7 separate regions of the Mus musculus genome follow, and all the other regions are linked to region 6. A link is a contact called in public Hi-C, HiChIP or PLAC-seq, capture Hi-C and promoter capture Hi-C data. All regions are on one chromosome and are shown on one strand. Each heading gives the region's core, a stretch centred on a gene start, on an enhancer-like site or on the middle of the called end of the contact. The rest is flanking DNA. Distances are from core to core; before and after follow the strand shown.

What was found. Promoter capture Hi-C pulls out the DNA fragments that hold promoters and counts their contacts. HiChIP or PLAC-seq counts read pairs in DNA pulled down with a chosen protein or histone mark. A called contact is a pair of places that touch in the nucleus more often than the background predicts. Capture Hi-C pulls out chosen DNA fragments and counts their contacts.
Region 1: a contact with region 6 is called in a FOXA1 HiChIP or PLAC-seq map of pancreatic cancer cells. The contact joins the enhancer-like site here to the promoter of Mthfd2l in region 6. A contact is called at or near these places in 6 of 39 promoter capture datasets (the 3T3-L1 cell line, embryonic stem cells, frontonasal cranial neural crest and 3 more), 6 of 484 Hi-C or Micro-C datasets (the C2C12 cell line, bone marrow-derived macrophages, cerebellum and 3 more), 3 of 115 datasets of contacts at active chromatin or transcription factors (bone marrow-derived macrophages, embryonic forebrain and pancreatic cancer cells) and 3 of 9 other capture datasets (adipose tissue, liver and macrophages).
Region 2: a promoter capture Hi-C map of liver shows a contact between it and region 6, with 3 times the contacts expected there. The contact joins the enhancer-like site here to the promoter of Mthfd2l in region 6. A contact is called at or near these places in 4 of 39 promoter capture datasets (the 3T3-L1 cell line, hippocampal neurons and liver), 2 of 115 datasets of contacts at active chromatin or transcription factors (bone marrow-derived macrophages and pancreatic cancer cells) and 1 of 9 other capture datasets (macrophages).
Region 3: a contact with region 6 is called in a promoter capture Hi-C map of liver, with 2.8 times the contacts expected there. The contact joins the enhancer-like site here to the promoter of Mthfd2l in region 6. A contact is called at or near these places in 3 of 39 promoter capture datasets (hippocampal neurons and liver).
Region 4: a capture Hi-C map of macrophages shows a contact between it and region 6, with 3 times the contacts expected there. The contact joins the promoter of Btc here to the promoter of Mthfd2l in region 6. A contact is called at or near these places in 11 of 39 promoter capture datasets (the 3T3-L1 cell line, cranial neural crest, embryonic stem cells and 4 more), 5 of 484 Hi-C or Micro-C datasets (the AML12 cell line, the C2C12 cell line, myocytes and 2 more), 2 of 115 datasets of contacts at active chromatin or transcription factors (astrocytes and kidney) and 3 of 9 other capture datasets (adipose tissue, macrophages and pancreatic islet).
Region 5: a CTCF HiChIP or PLAC-seq map of the NIH/3T3 cell line shows a contact between it and region 6, with 9 read pairs. The contact joins the enhancer-like site here to the promoter of Mthfd2l in region 6. A contact is called at or near these places in 9 of 39 promoter capture datasets (the 3T3-L1 cell line, 3T3-L1-derived adipocytes, embryonic stem cells and 6 more), 1 of 15 datasets of contacts at CTCF or cohesin (the NIH/3T3 cell line), 2 of 484 Hi-C or Micro-C datasets (bone marrow-derived macrophages and peritoneal macrophages), 6 of 115 datasets of contacts at active chromatin or transcription factors (astrocytes, bone marrow-derived macrophages, embryonic stem cells and 3 more) and 3 of 9 other capture datasets (adipose tissue, liver and macrophages).
Region 7: a contact with region 6 is called in a Hi-C map of bone marrow-derived macrophages, with 22 read pairs. The contact joins the enhancer-like site here to the promoter of Mthfd2l in region 6. A contact is called at or near these places in 9 of 39 promoter capture datasets (the C10 cell line, HPC-7-derived erythroid cells, cranial neural crest and 6 more), 10 of 484 Hi-C or Micro-C datasets (the AML12 cell line, B cells, the C2C12 cell line and 7 more), 14 of 115 datasets of contacts at active chromatin or transcription factors (astrocytes, bone marrow-derived macrophages, cardiomyocytes and 8 more) and 5 of 9 other capture datasets (adipose tissue, embryonic stem cells, liver and 2 more).

Annotation. Positions count from the first base shown.
Region 1 is chr5:91,319,254-91,321,953 of GRCm38.p6, reverse strand. No RefSeq gene overlaps it. Among named protein-coding and RNA genes, the nearest start is that of Gm19619, 38 kb to the right of the region's middle. Within about 2 kb of position 1,438, at least 21 of the 459 cell types and tissues checked have an H3K27ac peak or open chromatin away from gene starts, as enhancers often do. A contact at or near this core is called in the C2C12 cell line and pancreatic cancer cells, where this site is marked.
Region 2 is chr5:91,269,567-91,272,266 of GRCm38.p6, reverse strand. All of the region lies in intron 4 of Gm19619 (predicted gene, 19619), which reads left to right. Among named protein-coding and RNA genes, the nearest start is that of Gm19619, 12 kb to the left of the region's middle. Within about 2 kb of position 1,301, at least 3 of the 459 cell types and tissues checked have an H3K27ac peak or open chromatin away from gene starts, as enhancers often do. A contact at or near this core is called in liver, where this site is marked.
Region 3 is chr5:91,199,221-91,201,920 of GRCm38.p6, reverse strand. No RefSeq gene overlaps it. Among named protein-coding and RNA genes, the nearest start is that of Gm23092, 17 kb to the left of the region's middle. Within about 2 kb of position 1,315, at least 16 of the 459 cell types and tissues checked have an H3K27ac peak or open chromatin away from gene starts, as enhancers often do. A contact at or near this core is called in liver, where this site is marked.
Region 4 is chr5:91,401,625-91,404,324 of GRCm38.p6, reverse strand. Btc (betacellulin, epidermal growth factor family member) reads left to right here and starts at 1,331. Exons shown (of 6, transcript NM_007568.5): 1 at 1,331-1,667. The coding sequence starts at 1,604.
Region 5 is chr5:90,611,662-90,614,361 of GRCm38.p6, reverse strand. All of the region lies in intron 4 of Rassf6 (Ras association (RalGDS/AF-6) domain family member 6), which reads left to right. Among named protein-coding and RNA genes, the nearest start is that of Rassf6, 28 kb to the left of the region's middle. Within about 2 kb of position 1,376, at least 108 of the 459 cell types and tissues checked have an H3K27ac peak or open chromatin away from gene starts, as enhancers often do. A contact at or near this core is called in the NIH/3T3 cell line, bone marrow-derived macrophages and pancreatic cancer cells, where this site is marked.
Region 6 is chr5:90,929,925-90,932,624 of GRCm38.p6, reverse strand. Mthfd2l (methylenetetrahydrofolate dehydrogenase (NADP+ dependent) 2-like) reads right to left here and starts at 1,429. Exons shown (of 8, transcript NM_026788.1): 1 at 1,192-1,429. The coding sequence starts at 1,307.
Region 7 is chr5:90,660,314-90,663,013 of GRCm38.p6, reverse strand. No RefSeq gene overlaps it. Among named protein-coding and RNA genes, the nearest start is that of Rassf6, 21 kb to the right of the region's middle. Within about 2 kb of position 1,398, at least 24 of the 459 cell types and tissues checked have an H3K27ac peak or open chromatin away from gene starts, as enhancers often do. A contact at or near this core is called in the STO cell line and bone marrow-derived macrophages, where this site is marked.

The sequences.
Region 1 (2,700 bases), core at 189-2,688, 390 kb before region 6:
TTAAATACTGTGTGGGGGAGCTTACATTATCTTAAGTCATTCCACTCAGACAATTGTGGTAGGATAAATGACATTGATTGTGGTTTTGTGATGTATAAAGGAGGCACTTCATTTAGGACATGATAAATCAAGATAAATAGTTACAGATAAATACATAGATGAAAACATTGACAGTCAATAATTTAGTAGACATACGTAAATATGTGATATTTTGTCTTTGCTTAAAAATCATTATTTTCTATATATTTTTCCCTTATTTAATTTTCATTTTATGTACATGGGTATTTTGCATGCTTGTATGTCTATAAATCATATGTGGGCATGGTGCTGTCAGAGGCCAGAAAAGTGTGTTGGACCCTCTGGGACGGGAGTTAGATATGAGACATAAGCTGCCCTTTGGATGCTGGGAATTGAGAAATGCTTTTAGACAGTCACCTCTCTGACCCCTTATAATATTTTACATAGTAATATTTATTAACATTTATTATAGTAAAACTATTCATTAAGTGGGAGAAAGAAATAAGCTTGAGACATTCAATATATTGTATCACCTTATATACTTATCTGGTTTAAGTTTCTTAATCTCTCTGCCCACAGGACAGTTTATTTTTTCTTAGTTTTAATTCATCATTACAATTTGGCTAATATTCTTTTTCTCATAGTATGTGTTTTAATGGCTATGGAACATGTATTCATGTATTGGTTAGAAATTCATTCAAATCCAAATAGAAGTGCTTGTCACAGGAGTGTCACCAGTCAGGATACTGCCTTCTCATTCAATAACAGCGTTGTTACAGTCACTTGGGGATGTCAAAGCAGCTTCTCCTGTCTTTCTGTCCCGCTATTCTTGAATATCAACTTCACTACTGCAAAATAGTTGCCCCAGCTCCTGATATTAATACACTCTTTCTAGAGAGAGGATAAAAGGGTCAATATGAAGGAGAATTCCTAACTAGGTCTGACCCTTAAAAAAACAGTCACATGTCATAGAAGAGTCAAGAGTAAGTTCTTAAGTTCTTAAGCCTCCCTCAGGTGTTTGGCTCCCCTGACCTGGATCCAAGTGGTGTGGGACTCCCTGTTTCTCAGTCTTTATAGAAAAGTTCTAGGATCTCAACCTTCCCAAAGCTGTGACCCTTTAATACAGTTCTTCATGGTGTGCTGAACCCAACCATAACATTGTTCCATTGCTACTTCATAACTTTGATACTGTGACGAATAGTAGTATAATTATCCAAGCTGAAGGATATCTGATTATGTGACCCCTGTGGAAGAGTCATTCAACCCCCATGAGGGTCATGACTCACAGGTTAAGATTAGGAGAAAGACATTGTAAATAGACTTGGATAGAAGAAACAAAATAATTGCGTTCTTCTGTTTCCTTGACAGTCCTTCCACACCGCTGAGCATGCTGGGAAGAGCACACCACAATCTCACTGACTCATTTCCTCCTCTTAAAGTTTAAGACCTCTGCTGCCTTCTTTACTGAGTCTGAATGGAACTCATGTTCTAGGCGCAGCATAAAAGGAGAAAAGAGCTTTCACACAAAATATGGGAGAAGAGCAACCCCAAAGGAGCCCCTAGTCTATAGAAAATATCAAATGTTGCTGGTTAGGAATTACAGAACCTGCTTAACCTGGAAGGTAGAGTAATTTCCAAGTGGTTAAAGCATGAAACCCATGAGGATTGCAGCTATTGGCTTTCCTACACAAACCCAGGAAAGTGCCCTTCCTGGACACTACACATTATTTCAGCCCCTGGAACCAGTTTCAAGACTGATATTGCTTTGTGAGTAATCACAGGTTATTGTCAGCCAAGCCTAGGCTTTTTCCAGCATCACAGCTATTTCAAAACTTAGAATTCTCAACTGCTTTCTCTGGTTAATTTTGTATATGGAATGCCTATGTGTGGCAAAGCTCTATGATCGGCGCATCTTGATCATAGATGTGGGGTGTCCTGCCCAGGGAAAAGTGCTGCCTATCTGGCTTGTCATGGGAAAGCTCGCTGACCCTTGTCCCGAATGACTCATAAGGTTGACTGCCACTCCTGCCCTGTTTGTGGTGTGACTTCCCATGGTGGATCTCTGAGCTCTGCAGCATGTTTGCTGCTCTGGAGATGTTAACGGTAGAATCGTGGGAAGCGCGTTGCTGAGGTGCGCACTGATTCCCAAGCGTTCATACCTCTCAGATGAGCCTGTGCTATGTACACCACAAAGGGTCATGCAAGTGCCTGAAGTCACGAAGAAACTTCTTTAGACTTATAAAATGGGAATTTAATATTTGTTCCAAAAGATGGTATAGTTTTCAAGCAAAAACAATGTGGGTTTTAAATTATCATTGACTGATCATTGAACTTTTCAAAATATCTGTCTTCCTGTATAGAAAACATAGGATAGTAATATACCTGGGGATAGCATGAGCATTCCTTGTATTATACCAAAAACATAGAAAATGTTAAGTGTTTCCAGTAGAAGCACTCACAGAGTTTTACCTGTACTCAGGTTCTCTGAGATGCTCCTCACTACCTGTCTTAATACGCAGACCCAACTATGAGGGATCCTTCTAGTGGATGGCAACTATATTCTCAAAATCTAGACTTGTATCTTGGGAGGGCTGTTGGTAGTGGGTGCATAAGAGGTAAGGGAAACTTATCCAACCATTTGAAGCTTAATTTATGCTCAGAAATGCAAGATATCAAGAAGCA
Region 2 (2,700 bases), core at 52-2,551, 340 kb before region 6:
TCAGTAAAAAGTAACTCCATGGTCTTAGAGTTTCTAATTCTCTTCATAAAAATCATTTGGTCTTTATGTATATGTAAGCAATATAAAGAAACAAAAACTACCAATCAATTTTCTGTCAAGACTTTATATGAGTGAGTGTGTGTGTGTGTGTGTGTGTGTGTGTGTGTGTGTGTGTATGTGTGTGGGTATGCAAATGAGGATTGGCTATCATATATAAGCACACTGCTTGCCATTGAATTATACCCTAAGACACAGTAACAACACATTGAAACATGTCATCTGGTCTCTTTTCCATGTCCATGTACCTATCCTTTAAGTGGAACTTTTATGGGTACACTGTTTTATTACTACTATTTTCCATTAGCAATGTATCTTGTCTATTTCTTGCCAATTTCCCTAAAAGGTGCTCTAATACAAATGTATTTTCTCTTCATTGCTACACAGTGTTACATTGTGTGAATATATGGTGCTTCACTCCCTATCTTATTGCTGTTGAAAAATTATATTAATTTTGCTGTGTATCCACCAATTTCCCCATGATACATGATACATACTCTCTCTGGCTATTCTGACTGGTTCACATCATTTCAAGTGGCTCCAACAAGAAAGGCAATGCAAGTCCTTTCAAGGACACTTGTAGTGTTGCAAAGGCTCCAGTCTACAAACTGACCTCAAGTAATTTCTCTGTGCTCTATTTATACTTCCAACATTTACAAAGTAGACAATTCCAGTAAGAACATGTGTGAGGGTTGGACCTTACCCCAAAGGTCTATACACTAAAGCCAAGGCCCAGCCTATGCCACAATAAAGAGTGGTGGAAACTTTGGGCTCTGTCTGTCTGTTTCTGTCTCTCTGTCTTTCTCTGTCTTTCTGTCTGTCTGTCTGTCTCCCCTCTGTCTCTATCTGTCTGTCTGTCTCTGCCCTCCTCTCTCTCTCTCTCTGTGTGTGTGTGTGTGTGTGTGTGTGTGTGTGAACTTAGGTCACTGGAGCTGTGCCTTTGGTTGTGATCCCAAGATCTCCTAGTCTCTTTGCTCTCTGACTGTGATGGAAGGATCACCTTCACTGCCATGCATTCCCATAGCAATGCATGACTTCGTAAGGCCCACAGCAACAGGACCAAGGGTATATGGACCCAAGGCCATTGTCATTCTTAGATTACTGTTTGCTTCAACTGATAGAGGAGGAGCACAGTGTACTTAGTGCTGTAACTTTTATGCCTTGGTAGTGTTTGTCACAGAGCAGCCCGCAGCCCTCAGTAACTAAGTACTTTGGCACATTAGCTTCTGTCTTGTCATGTCACATTATGCCAGTAGGGGACACCAGCATGCATACTGTCAGTGACTGCACCACTGCATTGTGCCCTGGCTCTCTACCATCACCTGAAGTTCAAGAGTACCTCACAATATTTGTCCCTCATTTTATAAGAAATGTGGGATTCCCATGGATGTGCATTTTTATGTTTAAGGAAATTTTAACATTATAGTGAGTATTCTAAGTTGCATGTTAGAGATTATGAAAATCTTACATTAAGTTAAAATGCTATGCTTTGAATATCCAAAGGGTTCATACTTAACGCACTCTGAAGAATTCTGACATACATTGAGGCAGTGGTAAATCCCCAGATTGTCAGAGAAGAGTCTCCCATCTCACAGTGCTCGGGCTACTTTTGGTTAAGTGATGACTTACCCTTTTGTTTGTGCTTTCTGTTGTTTGATTTCTATAGCACCACTCCCCATCATCCTTCTCACAGTGGCTTTGTTCCCGCGTGACTTGCTCAGCTGTCACCGTTCTTAGGGTCCCTCCGCTCCTCTCCAGTTACTGTCCCCATCACTCCTTTCCTTAGAAGTAGGTGAGATGCCCACATTGTCCTCAGCTGAGAGTCACTGTGCAATGAGGGAACTATGACTTGGTGTCAGTAGTCACCATACTTTAAGTTTTTTTTCCTTTTCATAAACATCTCACAAAGGCCAGATACAACCTAACCCTTGCAGCTTGAGACTCCTGGAGGGGGCAGGACTGAACAAGGACACCCTGTGAGCCTAGTGTGTTCAGTGCACTTTCACCAGGACAAGCCCAAAGGAAGTCACACATGCTTTTATTGTAATCTTTGCTTAACTGGGTCCTGGGTTTTGCTATTTTTAAAGGAGACCTGCTCTCCTGATCAGGGTTCAGAGACACATGAGGGTTGGTGTTTGACTCTTATGTGAGAACTGGTGTCTGGCTGTGGATGTGAGGGTCGGTGTGTGGTGCTAGAGATGTGGAAGAGAAGTTCTAGGTCTTAGAACTAAACTGAAAGACAGAAAAAACCCCAAATTCCTGACCTTTCTGCCTCTCCTTTCCAAGCTCTGGGATGATAGACAGACAGGCCCTGCTGCACTCTGTTCCTTAGCGTTAGGAATTGAACCTCCTCAAGCAAACTTTGCATTCTGGATTACCCTCTACATGATAGCTATAAGGCTCCTGAACTTCATTTGAAAATCACTTTATTTTTCTACTGGAAACTGCTATCCCCTATCAACAAGTTGATTCCCGAAGTGAGACTTTTCATCTTATACTTTGAACTTTCCAGATGGAGTGCTTCTATTTTTGGCTACATCTTTTATATGTTGTACAAACCCAAAGATGAGCGGGCAGGCCAATGAGTAGAAACTGGAAGCTTCATATTTTTATATGGAAAACTCACCCTCTGCATGTTAAGAT
Region 3 (2,700 bases), core at 66-2,565, 270 kb before region 6:
TTAGAATATAATCAAATATGGTAGTTTATATGCTACTTTATGTAACATACAATTTTTAAAACCTAATACTGAAAAATGAACAATAATATCAGACTAGTATCTCTTGGCCCCAAACCAGCTGAGAGCCAGTGGAGTGGTTCAGTGGATAAAGGCACTTACCATGCAAAGCTGGATACCAGAATTCAATCTCAGAATTCCAGGGTGAAAGCACAGAAGGAAAAATTATCCCCTTTCCCAGTCCCCCCACCCACATAAATCCCCTATCTCATCCTCTTGCTTCTATGAGGGTGCTCCCCCATCGACCCACCCACTCTCAACTCACTACCTCACCACCCTGGCATTCCCCTACACTGGGGCATCAAGCCTTCACAGGACCAAGGACCTCTCCTCCCATTGAGGCCAAATAAGGCCATCCTCTGCTACATATGTAGCTGGAACCATGGGTCCCTCCATGTGTAGTTTTTGATTGGTGATTTAGTCCCTGGGAGCTCTGGGGGGTATGGTTGGTTGATATTGTTGCTCCTCCTATGGGGATGAAAACCCCTCCAGCTTCTTTGGTCCTTTCCATAGCTCCTCTATTAGGGTTCTCGTGCTCAGTGCAATGGTTGGTTGCGAGCATTCCCCTCTGTATTTGTCAGGCTCTGGCAGAGCTTCTTAGGAGACAGCTATATTGGACTCCTGTCAGTCACCAAGCACTTCTTGTCATTTTCAATAGTGCCTGGGTTTGGTGTCTATATATGGGGTGGATCCCCGGGTGGGGCAGTCTCTGGATATTTGTTTACCATATGCATATATTGTATGGAAGTGGAGGACAGAGAGGAGCTAGTTCTCTCTTATCATGAAGGTCTCTGTGATAGCACTCAGGTTATTAGACTTGGCTTCAAGTAGAGTTATGCACTGTACCATCTTGCTGGCCCAAGTATATGATTTTTACATATGTACTTATGTATATATTTATACACGAAATCCAATCCATGGAACTATCAATTTTAGCTTGTAATTTTATTTATTTAACTCAAATCAAGTTTGTTTGTTTGTTTGTTTGTTTTTCACCAAAGTGGTAGTGACTTTGGTGTTTGCAAGTCGTCCTCTTTTTATTGTTCAGCGTTCTGAGTTGCTGGTTTTGTTGTCTGGTGAAGTTCCTTGTTTGGTTTGACTGTTTAGCAGTTGTCTGGCTTAGGCGAGCCAAAGAAGGCCCTTGAGTTTCATTTCTCTCACATGCAAAGGGAAGATAACACTGCAATCCATGCCAGCTCCAGAGGGCAGGAGAAGGGTCAAGCAAGATAAGGAGTATGAAAGCGCTTCCCAGACCTCAAAGCACAGTGAGAGATTAGTCACCCACCACCTGACAGTTCACGTGAAGGAAATACTGCCCTCCCCAAGGGACAAAGGTGTAAAACTCAGAACTGCAGTAATGTTCAAAAGCCTCTGTAAAACAAACATGAAACTTTGAAATATTTCTAGTTTTTATTTTAATTGGCCAATCAAGAAAGAGGACTTTGCTCTTTCCAGTTTTAACCTTGGTAGACTAGAATTGATTCAATAGTTAAAGAAGGCTCACGAAAGAAAGAAAGAAAGAAAGAAAGAAAGAAAGAAAGAAAGAAAGAAAGAAAGGAAGCTAGCTCAAGGCCCATGATATACTATTCATTGACAGTCTTTTTATCTAAAATGCAGTTATAACAGTAGCATCCAGAAAATGTTTTCCTTTGCCTATAAAAGAGTATGTTCTTTTGTGGTTGCTAAGTGACATAACATTTTAGCAATAGTTAGATGCCTCTTAACAAAGGTTTGCTTTCTTAAGGGTGGTTTTCACTGTTCTTGTTAAGCAATAGGAGCTATCTGCCCTGCTAAGGGTTGAGGTGTTGTCTAAGACACAGAAGAAGAACACAATCATAGCAAATAAAAACCAAGAAGCAAGAGGCATGGAATAGTCTGCGTAGAATGCATTGTATTATTTAGTTCCAGCCACAGAACTTAGTATTCAACTTGAAACAATCAACTATCTAGCAAAAACAAAGCAAAGCAAACAGAAAACAAAACTGGGCACTCTGACAAGAAAAAGAAAAAAAAGAAAAGAAAAAGAAAATACCAGACAAATACTGTTTATACAAATAGAAAAGTGAATTCAGCCTTAAAGTTACAATAGTTTGACAATTATCCACATCAGAGTGGTTCTATTCTGAGTAAAGGCTATCCCTTATGTAATGTTGATTAAGAATTCAAGTAAAAAGGGCCCCGTGTAATCACATGTAGTCACGTATTCTAAAGCTATGTTACAGTAAGAATTGGAGTTTACCTCTCTAAGTAACATCATCATCATCTCTGTCACAGGGATGTGACAGAGTATCTGGCTCTGCTTGCAGGAATCAAACAAAACACGCATGCAAGTAACATTAAATTTGTGTATATTACATATATGCATACATCAATTAATGCAGAAATAGGCCCTAAAATTGAAAGAGAGCAAGGAAGTTATACAGGAAGATTTGCAGTGAGGAAAGAAAAGGGAGACGTATTATAATTGTGCTATACTCTCAAAAGCTAAGGAGTTACATCAAACAAAAGCTCTCTCATTCACCAGAGATCAGAATCCTCTGTTCAAGAAAGAAACCTAGATACTAACAAAGTCAGGAGCGTTTAAAATAGCCTCAGTTTTTATTAACATAAACTCCAAAAGGTAAGCATTAAAGGTTGCGAAAA
Region 4 (2,700 bases), core at 82-2,581, 470 kb before region 6:
GTACTCCATCACCTCTGTGGTGCATGGCCCTCTATCTCTCAGTTCTTCCCTGCTCCGGACCCCACCCAATCATCTGAGACGGTTCCCTCTTCCAGGGCTCTAAGGGGTTAACTAGAATGGATGGATTTAAAACTTCATTCTTCTAGATACATCAGTTGCCTACGGCACTAACATAACTAGGATCGGTTTAGAAATAAAATATCACTTGCTTAATTTATATAATGGGGTTCAAAAGGAGGGTCAAATGCTTGACTTATCTTTCATATGTAAAAAAAAATGTTTATTGTACTTTCCAGTGTCAGAAATGCAACTTCTGAAGGTGGATGCATTGTATGCATTGCTTTTACAAGATCAGTAAATCAGTTCATAAGACCCAAACCCCTTGGTCAGTTCAGATGCAAATATACTTGTGCTATACGGTAAAACTGGAACCCTTTTATAGGCTGTTCAGTGTGTCTTTGGGTTCCAGAGACGGCTCAATGCATAAAAAGTTCCCATTACTAGGCATGATGAAATAGAGATAAGGTTTGGCAAAGCACAAGCATACAACACACACACACACACACACACACACACACACACACACACACACACACAAACACACACACACACGAAAAAGAAACAGAAAGATCCTACTAGAATTAAGAGGTAAACAAATGAAAAAATAATGGATAAATAAAATAGAAATGAAGTTCTTTTATTTATCTATTTACTCAGATGATTTGTTACTAAGTTTCTGAGCTAATATTGTGCTATGTGGGCCAGGCTGACCCTTCAAACTTGCTCTCCTCCTGATTAGAGGCATGTGCCACCACATCCAGCTGATACATGAAATTTCAAAAGGACGTTTTGGCAAGCTAAAATGCCCGGCTAATTAATAACTGACTAGAAGGCACTGAAAACTGAAGTATTAACTTTAAGAATTCTATAGACAACAATGACTCTTGAGAAATCGCCTGTCTGCGTCAACTGTCAAATGCTTGAGGTTTTTTGTGGTTTTTTGTTGTTGTTGTTGTTGTTGTTGTTGTTTGTCTGTTTGTTTTTTCTTTTCAGTGAACTTCGCTCTAGTCTCAGAATTCGCTCCTTAGGCCAGAAGGAGACTTCTAGACTTTCCCCCAGAGGGCTTCATGAGTTGAGGCCACATGACCAGGTCCTCTTCTGCCTCTCTTCTGGGCCCCATTTACCTTGTTTTGTCCCACAGGGGGAAAGAAATGAACCGTCAGGTGAGACCCAGCAGGGGGAGTGGGAGAGCTGGCCCCGTGGCCCTCTGAGCGTGTCCTTGGGTGTGAGTATGGGTGTGGGGCAGCTGGGTGGGAGCAGCGTGCAGGCTACCAGCACCAAGTGGTGTGCCTCTCCGGGGGTGTGTGCAGAAGGCTCCAGGATAAATAGGAGGCTCCCAGTTCTGGGTGACACTGGAGCCCGCTGGCTGCCCGCCCCGGGTGTTTCCCTGCTCTGTAGGCAGGCTGCCTGCTGCTTAGTTTCGCTTCCTCCTGGCTCAGGGATTAGTTTTCAAGCACCCTCTCGGTGCCAGGGCCCAGGAAGGGCATAGAGAAGGAACCTGAGGACTCATCCAGGGGCTGCCCTGCCCCTCACAGCACAGTTGATGGACCCAACAGCCCCGGGTAGCAGTGTCAGCTCCCTGCCGCTGCTCCTGGTCCTTGCCCTGGGTAAGTGTTCATTCTGAGAGCTACAGATCAGGAGGAAAGTCATGGGGGCTGGAGTCCTGTGAACCTTGCTGAAAGAGTGAGCTGGTGAAGTTAAGATCCCGCCTCTGGCTTGCACCTGTTGGAGTCTTCCCTGGGTATACTCGAGGCCCAGGGCGGCAGGGATCCTGCTGCCTGCTGCTGGGCTGTGCTCAGGTGGCACCTTGAAGTGCCAGGAGCAGAGCTCGCGGAAGGTGCTGGCAGGGACCCGGGAGGTGCTTAGCAGGTGCCTGAGATGGGAGGAGACTCTCAAAGGAAGAAGCAAGGGAGTCTGCACCGAGAAGGATACCTGCAGAAGGCAGAGGCGGGCATTCCTAACATGCATGGACTGGAGAGCAACGTGCTTGTGTGTGTGTGAGTGTGTGTGTGTGTGTGTGTGTGTGTGTGTGTGTGTGTGTGTGTGTGTGTGTGTGATGAATCCTCCTAAGCTACTGGTAGTCTCAAAAGCAGTCCCGTCTTCTCTCCTCTCTCTCTCTCTCTCTCTCTCTCTCTCTCTCTCTCTCTCTCTCTCTCTCTCTCTCTCTCTGTCTCGTTCCTGGAAAACACACACAAACACACACACACACACACACACACACACCTTCTCTCTCCCTTTTCTTTCTTCCATTCGTGTGGCAGGAGCTGCGAGGGAGAAGTCCTCTCTTGAGAGCTTTCTGTGACTGTTTTTCGTTCAGGACGAGAAAGCAAAGAGAAATGAAAAAATACCAAACGGCCTCACTTGGGACCTTTTGCTTCCTACTTTGAAAAGTCAGGAGAGGAAATACATCTCTTTATTTGGAAAATTAGGGCCTGTTGGTTGAGAACTCCTGGATGTCCGCAGAAGCAAGAGAGGAGAGGCGGCTCCCTGGAAGCCAGAGCTGTGGAAGCAGAGTGCAGCTTCAGGTGGCATCCTGCCCTCTGCCTCTGAGTAGCAGACGAGAGGACAGCCTGGTGGGAGAGCCCAGCCATCTCCAGACCTCTGCTTCGAGGTCCTTGGGGGTTCTGGAAGGGAAGGGTG
Region 5 (2,700 bases), core at 127-2,626, 320 kb after region 6:
CCATCCAAGCTATGGGCTGCTGGTGGGCACAGGACATATGCTTGTGAGCACAAATGGAACCACAATCTCGGGCAGCTTGTGAAGTCCAGCATCCCTCAGGTACAAAATAACTGACAAGACCCATCATTCAAATCAGTAGACGCAGTATATAAAAGTGATTGAGCCTTGCTTTAAAATAAAAGAACTATACAAGATATGAACGAAAAATTGTGATCATATTTCGCATCTACCTAAGAACTCATGGCAAATTCCTTCGAGGGGCAGACCCCTTCTGCTATATTCTTTTTGTTTGTTTGTTTGTTTTGTTTTGTTTTGTTTCTTGAGACAGGGTTTCTCTGTATAGCCCTGGATGTCCTGGAACTCACTTTGTAGACCAGGCTGGCCTCGAACTCAGAAATCCACCTGCCTCTGCCTCCCAAATGCTGGGATTAAAGGTGTGAGCCACCACACCCGTTTTTGTTTTTGTTTTTGTTTTTGTTTTTTCCTGCTAAATTCTGATTCCTTCCAGTTCATTAAAACTTCATAAGTGTGCAGTGTTACAGCGATACGTCGAGGAGGTTGGCACTTCTACAGTTGTGATAAGCCACTGTTGTTTTAATAGTTATTCAAAGATATGTTTTAATCTCACCAATTCAACATACTAGCTTTGAATGAAAGACATGGAAATTGCCGGTGAGTTTTAGGAGCCAAGGGTGGGGACAGATCATATGGGTGGTGTTCTTGCCTATGCCACAGCAGATTATAAACTATCACCTTCTCTTGCCTTCTGCAGAGCCCATTTCCCTTAGAACAGTGCTGGTATGCTAGTAACTTTTGGGGGGGGGGGGCGGAAGGGGGTTCGATGCAGGGTTTCTCTGTAACTCTTCTCATCAGCATAGCCAAGCATGACAGAGCAATGGACGGAGGAGAGGATTGTTTGGCCTCACATTTTCTGATGTCCAGACCACCACGGTAGAGAAGGCATGGGAGCTGAAGGGACTCCAGCCAAACAGTAGGAGCTTGAGCCATCATGGCATGCTCATATCTTAGCAAGTTAGGAAGCAGGGAGCTCTGATCCAGGTATCTTCAAGGTCTGACCCCAGGGACTTACTTCTGCAAGCTAGGCCATGGTCTCAAAGACTCCACACAGCACTACCAGTTGAAGGGTCCAAGTGCTCAAACCCACGAACCTGTGGAGTACATCCCAAGTTCAAGCTATAACAGCTTTGGAAGCAAGCAGAAGTTATTTCTCATGATTTAAACTTGAGAAAATACACCTAGACAATTTCATAAGCCTGTGATTCAACAGAATAACCAGACATGTACTAGAACACTGGAGGTATCAGCCTGTCCTTTAGCACAGTAACAAGACTCACTAGAGCATTGTAATTATGCGTCTGCCATGAAACTTCTCATTCTAGTAAGAATTAGCAGGAAGAGACCACACCCCTTATGCATACAGTGCAGACTGACTGATTCATTCTCTCTCTCTCTCTCTCTCTCTCTCTCTCTCTCTCTCTCTCTCTGTCTCTCTTTCACACACACACACACACATACACACACACACACACACACACACACATACACACACACATACACACATGCACACACATACACACACACACATACACACACATACACACACACATACACACACACACATACACACACACACACACACACACACACACACACACACAAGCATGATAGCATTATTTAGTTGGTGCAGTCAGCTTGCTCTTCAGACATGAAGGCACACTGCAGAGAGAATGGCTCTCCCTGGCCTCTCTGTGGTGGCATATAGAGACACCAGAGGCACTGTTCTCTGTGTCCATTCAGTCTTAGGTACTCTCCCTCCCTTGATCACTTCCTCTTAGGTGACTCACTCAAATTCCGGGCCCCATTAAATTGTGTAACGAATTTGACCATTCCCCTCTTTCAAAGCTTCTCTCATTCTTTGTCCGTTTTGGGCATCTATGGTCAGGACTTAACACTGCTGCTCAGACTTACTGTCTCCTGTTGGTGGGTTAGTAGACAACGAAGGACATGGACAGTGTGTGCTCAGCTGCAAGGACTCCAGTTGAGCATCTTTCTATTCCTTGGAGAAAATATTCACTACTGTTATCTTGCTTTAGTCATGTTGGCAGTGAGTCACACTGAGGAAGTATTACCCTAATGGGGATGGTGAAGGTTTAAAAGTACAGCGGTGTGTTTGAGCTCTGACCACTTGCAAGTATGGAAATGACTCTGTAGGAGGGACTTTGATCTCTATCGTATCAGGGCCAAATGTTTTCTTATAGAAATTTTGTGTGTTAAAAGCCAAAATAGACAAGAAGAACCTCACTGGAGTTATTTTTGTTCTCACTGGTTTCCATTTCTATTTTAATATCTCTTTAAAGTCAGTGTTTGCATATTTTAGGCAAGCCATGGCAGAATGAAATAAAGAGCAGGAAGTGAACAGGTGCATATATTTTGTATCAGTAATGTCTTTTTTTTCTTTTGTCATGAATAGGGAAGTAGCAGCATTTTATTTGTCTATCAAATTTCTACCTCCGTTTTATTTTGAAGCCCATACAATCCCTCCCCAGCATTTAGACCCAGTACACTTCCTGGTGTTTAGCCAGAGCAACACAAGCTGTTCCATGTTTGCACATGTTCAATTGTTTGATGTTAAAGTTCTAACCAGTTCTTGCTTGAGAAGTACAGAGAGCCACCCTTAAG
Region 6 (2,700 bases), core at 180-2,679:
CACAGTTTGAAAGAAATAGTCTTCCAAAACAGACTGCACCTTTAATTCTAAGGTATCAGAGTTCAAACCCAAGGCCTGCCACCAGACCAAACTACAAATTGCAAGATGGGAAGTTTCTATGAATGGATGGATATCTATGTGTTTGTGGGTGTGGAGCATGTGGCTACAACCAAATACTGAGGTTGTAACTGTTGTTTCAGTAGGAATTAGGCAAGGAGCAAATGGGGAGATGGAGACATCGAACTGATGAAGGGACATTAATCAACTTATACACTAACAAAAAAATTACCATTATTCTAGAGGGAAGCACTAAAAACTTGAAATTCCAAGGATAATGATTTAAATAGGATACTCTTGGTAGACAACCCCTTCAAGTCTGGATTGCAAACAGAACCCTTACAAATCTGTTCTTCCAAGGGAGGAGAGCACTCTGGCTAAACAGCAAATCCCAACGCTGCTACTACAGGCCAACAGTGTACAGCAATAGAATTCCGAAGCTGTATCATTTACCACACATCCTCTTCTATAGACCTAGTCACTACAAACCATCTCCGAAGTTAAGACTACAGAAAGAACTTTAAATTTCAGTGACTCAAAACTAAGATCCAAATACGTATGATGGGGAGTTAATTTAAATCACACAGCACCTATGGGCACAGCCTCACTGTACTTTTCCTTGAGGACACAAAGTGACTATAAACCGTCAAGCGAGAGTCTCCAGCCACCTAAGAAGCACTGGAAGTTTACAAATGAGTTTTTCTGAACTCGAAGGCCCTGGGCAAGACACTATGCATTGCTGTTGTTCCATAGGTTGGATTCCCCAGCAGACAAGGGACGCTGCGGCAGCGTGGCCTGTTCCTGGGCACCACGGTGTCTTTTCATTGTCCCGGGCAGCAACCAAATCCGAAGGCTGCCAAGCGCCCTACAAGCGGAGAGGCCAGCCTGGACTGCATGCAGTTTAAGGAAACTGTAAGACATTCCGAGGTGGGAAAGATTACAGCAAGCCGGTGACAAAGGACTAAAGAAACAGAAACGCTGGACTACAGGTCTGCACAGCGCCTACTCCTCCTCGCACAAGAACAGTCTGAACAAAGCCGCGGCCCATTGCCTGAGCGCCTCGCACCGCGGCCACCCCGGGCCTCCGCAGGCCCCGCCGCCGCCCAGCGCGCGGCCCCTGCCCGCAGCTCCTACCTCCGGCCGCTGCTCCCGAAGCCGCGCCACGCGCGCTCGGCGACGCCCGGGGCTCGCACAGGCCCTCGGCCCAGACGGCCCCGGAGCAGCGAGAAGCCGCGGGCCCGCGTCGCCATGCCTCGCCGTCCGCCTCCGGGGGTCCCGCGGTCAGCTCAGCGACACGCCCGGGGCCCTCAGCAGGGTTCCGGGGCGCGGGGCGGGGCCGAGCCCCGAGAAGGCAGAGGCGGCACCGCTGGTGGCCGCGGGGTGGCGGGCGACTTGGCTCCAACCCGTGCACGCTGTCGCCACGGGAGCACAGGGAAGTCCTCGGCCGTTCTTGCAGGCAGCAAGGCCCCCTTGTGCCCCAGGCCCAGCTCTAGTCCCTGGTCTCGTTTCCATGGTTACAGGGAGGGCAGCTTGGAGCAGTAAAGTTGTTGCAGGTCTTTGCTTTTCACTCCCTGTGCGACCTTAAGATGCATTGAAAAAGAAACTCAAGGAGAGGAAGAAACAAAGATGTCCTTGGGATTTCTATCAGTCTTCAGCATCCTTGACACTTCCAGAAGATCCTAGAGTTTGTGGAACCTTAAAGCAGAGGGAGTTTGCAATGAGAAAGCAAAAATCATCTGCAAAGCTAACAGGAAATATTCCTCCCAAGGTCAAGCTGTGGCAGTGATGCGAGGGGCAAGAGCTGTTTAGACTACTGTCTGACTGAGGAAACTAGTTATGGAAAGTCCCAGATGTTAGAGAGCTTGTTCTGTGAAAAAACCATCAAGAACAGTGGTGCAATGTCTGTCTGGTAGAAGGCATTTAATCACAGAAAGAAAACATAGAAGAAAATCTTGGCATCGAGACTTTTTATGTAACACTTTATCATAGTGTATAAAAAAAATTTAAATTTCTGCTGTGGGGGAAAAATAAACCTGTTAAGAGAATGAAAAGGCAAGGAAAAAGTTTCGTTGAGGGGTGGGTGTTTGTAAAATACTTGTTGTGAACTTGTACCCCAAATATACAAGTGTAGTCTCCCCTCCCCCAGCCTGAAACCTGCTTGCTCAGGGGTGGAGCTTCCTGCTCATTCGTTCTGCCACGCCCACTGCTGGAACCTGAGGAGCCACACACGTGCACCTTTCTACTGGACCCGAGATTATTCGGCGGGAATCGGGTCCCCTCCCCCTTCCTTCATAACTAGTGTCGCAACAATAAAATTTGAGCCTTGATCAGAGTAACTGTCTTGGCTACATTCTTTTCTCTCGCCACCTAGCCCCTCTTCTCTTCCAGGTTTCCAAAATGCCTTTTCAGGCTAGAACCCAGGTTGTGGTCTGCTGGCCGGACACAACAATTGGTGAACCAACTCGGGACTGAGAAACGGCAAAGGATTTTTGGAAGAGACGCTGCTGGTTCGGAGCTCCATAAAATAAAGGATAAGGGAAATTCATACCGGAGAAGGTATGGGCTAAGCTGAGACAGCGTTAAACCCGAGCGCTGGTTCACTTAGGTTCAGCAGTGAGGAGCTGGGTAATAGGCGGTAGGCCG
Region 7 (2,700 bases), core at 149-2,648, 270 kb after region 6:
GATCTAATGCTGAAAGTGCAGGGCCTCAGGCCCCAGCCCAGAGCTGCAGGGAAATGACCGCAAGAAAGGACAGGTGACTGCCAGACAGACAGCACCGGTGACCACCCGCACTGCTGGAGTCTGAGAAGAGTGACAGAGCAACCGGTCTCTGCCTCAGCTGCACTTGGGACTTTTTGAAGTTTTGAAAAGTCCCAGGGTGCAGTTCAAGGCCAGACGTTAGATCTGTTTAGCTGGAGCTGGAGCATCGAGGTTCTTGACGGTTTTGCAGATGGTTAGAGTATTTTGGTAAGGCTGAGAGCTGCAGGCTTAGTGCGCTGGCACTTCCAGCTTCTTTGTGCTTCTGGCTGGCACTCAGAAGCCTATGGAGTCCTGGTTAGACTTGAAGCCAATTCCTTATAACAGGTACAGGGTATTTGACAGTGTGCTGAGAAGGAAGCGCTCTGCACTGTGTAGTGGACATTTCCTTCCAAATGTATGTATGTATGCGTTTATATCCCTTTTATGTTGTGCCTTAAATATTTACCATGCACTGTGCAAGACAATCATATCCATTATATCTAAGCATCCCACATGTTCTACTAAGCTGTTTTATCCCTAGGGCCCCACAGCTTGTTACTGGGCATTCTTTTTGGAACTTTATTTGGAAGCTGGAACTGAGAAAAGTTAACGCTGTACTCTCAAGGCAGCCCATCGGAAGGACAGGGTTGCCAGGATGTCGGTCTCATCCTCAGTGCTGGCAATGTGGGCTTGCTCAGCAGGAGTTGACGATCCTTTAACCAGTAACCTTCTGTTACTGAGTTGTTTGATGTAACAGAAGCATGTCTGTTGTCTCCAAAACTAAAGCATCTCCCTGACCTAGCTCGTCTGTGCATGGTAATTGTCCCCGAGAAGAATGCCCAGTAGCCAGCTTTCCTGTCCTTACTTAGCCCACTTCAGAACGGCATCCCCTTTGCCAGCACCGATGCTTCCTTTTGAACAAGTATCACAAGGTGAGCCACAGTGTATGCTTCTGGTACTGTGGTGTGGTGCTTTGCAGTTTAAGACTGCCACCTAGTCCTCAGGTCAACGAGAAGAGGCTGTCTACGGCTCATAAAAACGATGATGAGGGATGAGAATATCAGCCTCCAGACATAGTGGGCAGAACACAAATGCCCAAGCCACTAAAAGAGATACCTTGAAGGCTCTGACAGGTGCCCAATTAACACACACACATCTTGTTCCAAGAACAACAAGCCCGTTCATTCGGCCCTCATGGTAACTCTACACGGACCGTCTTACTGATTTCATTTTACAAATGGGGAAGCTGAGGCTGCTTAAGCTACCTGCAGAAGTTTACTGTTAGTAATTTGTGAACTAAGGATTCTGGGGCCTCAGCCAAATCTAGCCCGACACTGCCACCTATAGGTAAGATGAGGTATCACTGTTTACTAAACCTAACAGGGATACAGACCATTCAAAAGTCAAAGTCCTGACTGGAACCAGATTCTCTGCATTCCCCTCCACGTCACAACACCCGTTTTTCATTTAAGGAAATACCTGTGATTAGTGACCGTGGAGTCGGAGAGTTCTGACCTGTTCTTGTCTCAGGAGGTCAGCGGGCACATTCTCATGTTTTCCCAATAAGTCTTGTCAATTTACTCTGCTCAACCTGAGTCAAGATTTGTGAATATGATTGGAGATTCTAAAGGAGGATACTTTCTAGCTTGGGTGTGCATGAGGAAGCATGTAAGCCAGATGGCCGCAAGGGAAGCATCTTGCGACTGTGATGTCATAGCTAGGGATGAGGACAAGGCCAGAATGAAGGTCTTGCTCAAACTTGTCTGATGTTGAGTCTTCCTTTGGTTTTCGGCTTAGGTACCCCCAAGCCTCCTTTGTTGCTGAATTCCCATTGGGTTTTAAGAAACCAAACTTTCTTAGCCTTTGTGTCTGTTCCACTGTACTGTAAGTCACTTCAGGTGAAGAATTTGTTTTTCAAGCTACGGTGAGTGAAGGTCTCACTGCGGAGCTCTTCCTGCAGAGGAAGAGGCAGAGTTGTCTCTAGGTGAGCACAGTGTTCAGATAACTCTTCCACAGAGCATCCAGATGTCACCATCGGGAGAGGGTAGGTGAGGAAAGATGCTGGTGCTGAGTCAGCCCGGGACCTCTCACCCATTTGCATAACTGCATGAAATCCAGTTTATGTCAAATTCAAGGAAAAACCAGCTTTGTTTCCTGCATGTTTGGTGGAAATGCAGTCATGGCTGGTACTAAGAACAGGAAATCGCATTGAGAAATAAAACATGAGCAAACCGATTGTTCTTACTTTGTGCGAAACCATTCCTCCCATGACTCTTCACAAGAATTCAGGAAATTAGCCGGGCACAGTTGGTACATGCATGCCTGCAATCCCTGTACTTGTGAGCATAAGAATTTGACACCAGCCTAAGCTAGATGGGAAAGCCTGCATTTGTAAGATATAAGATATAAGATAAGATATAAAGACTCAGGAAATCCTGTGTAGTGTGACTCAGTCTTCCATGCTGGCCTTGCTTACCAAGGATGGCAGAATTTGGCTCCCTAGATGTTGGAGTGACACATCCCCCAGAGATAACTATCGTAAGGACCCCCTTTAGGCATGTTTCCTTTTGTGTCCACCAATCCTTCTGCTCACTCCAAGATGCTGGGCTCAAGTCTTCTCACTAGTAGGAAGCCTACAAGTAT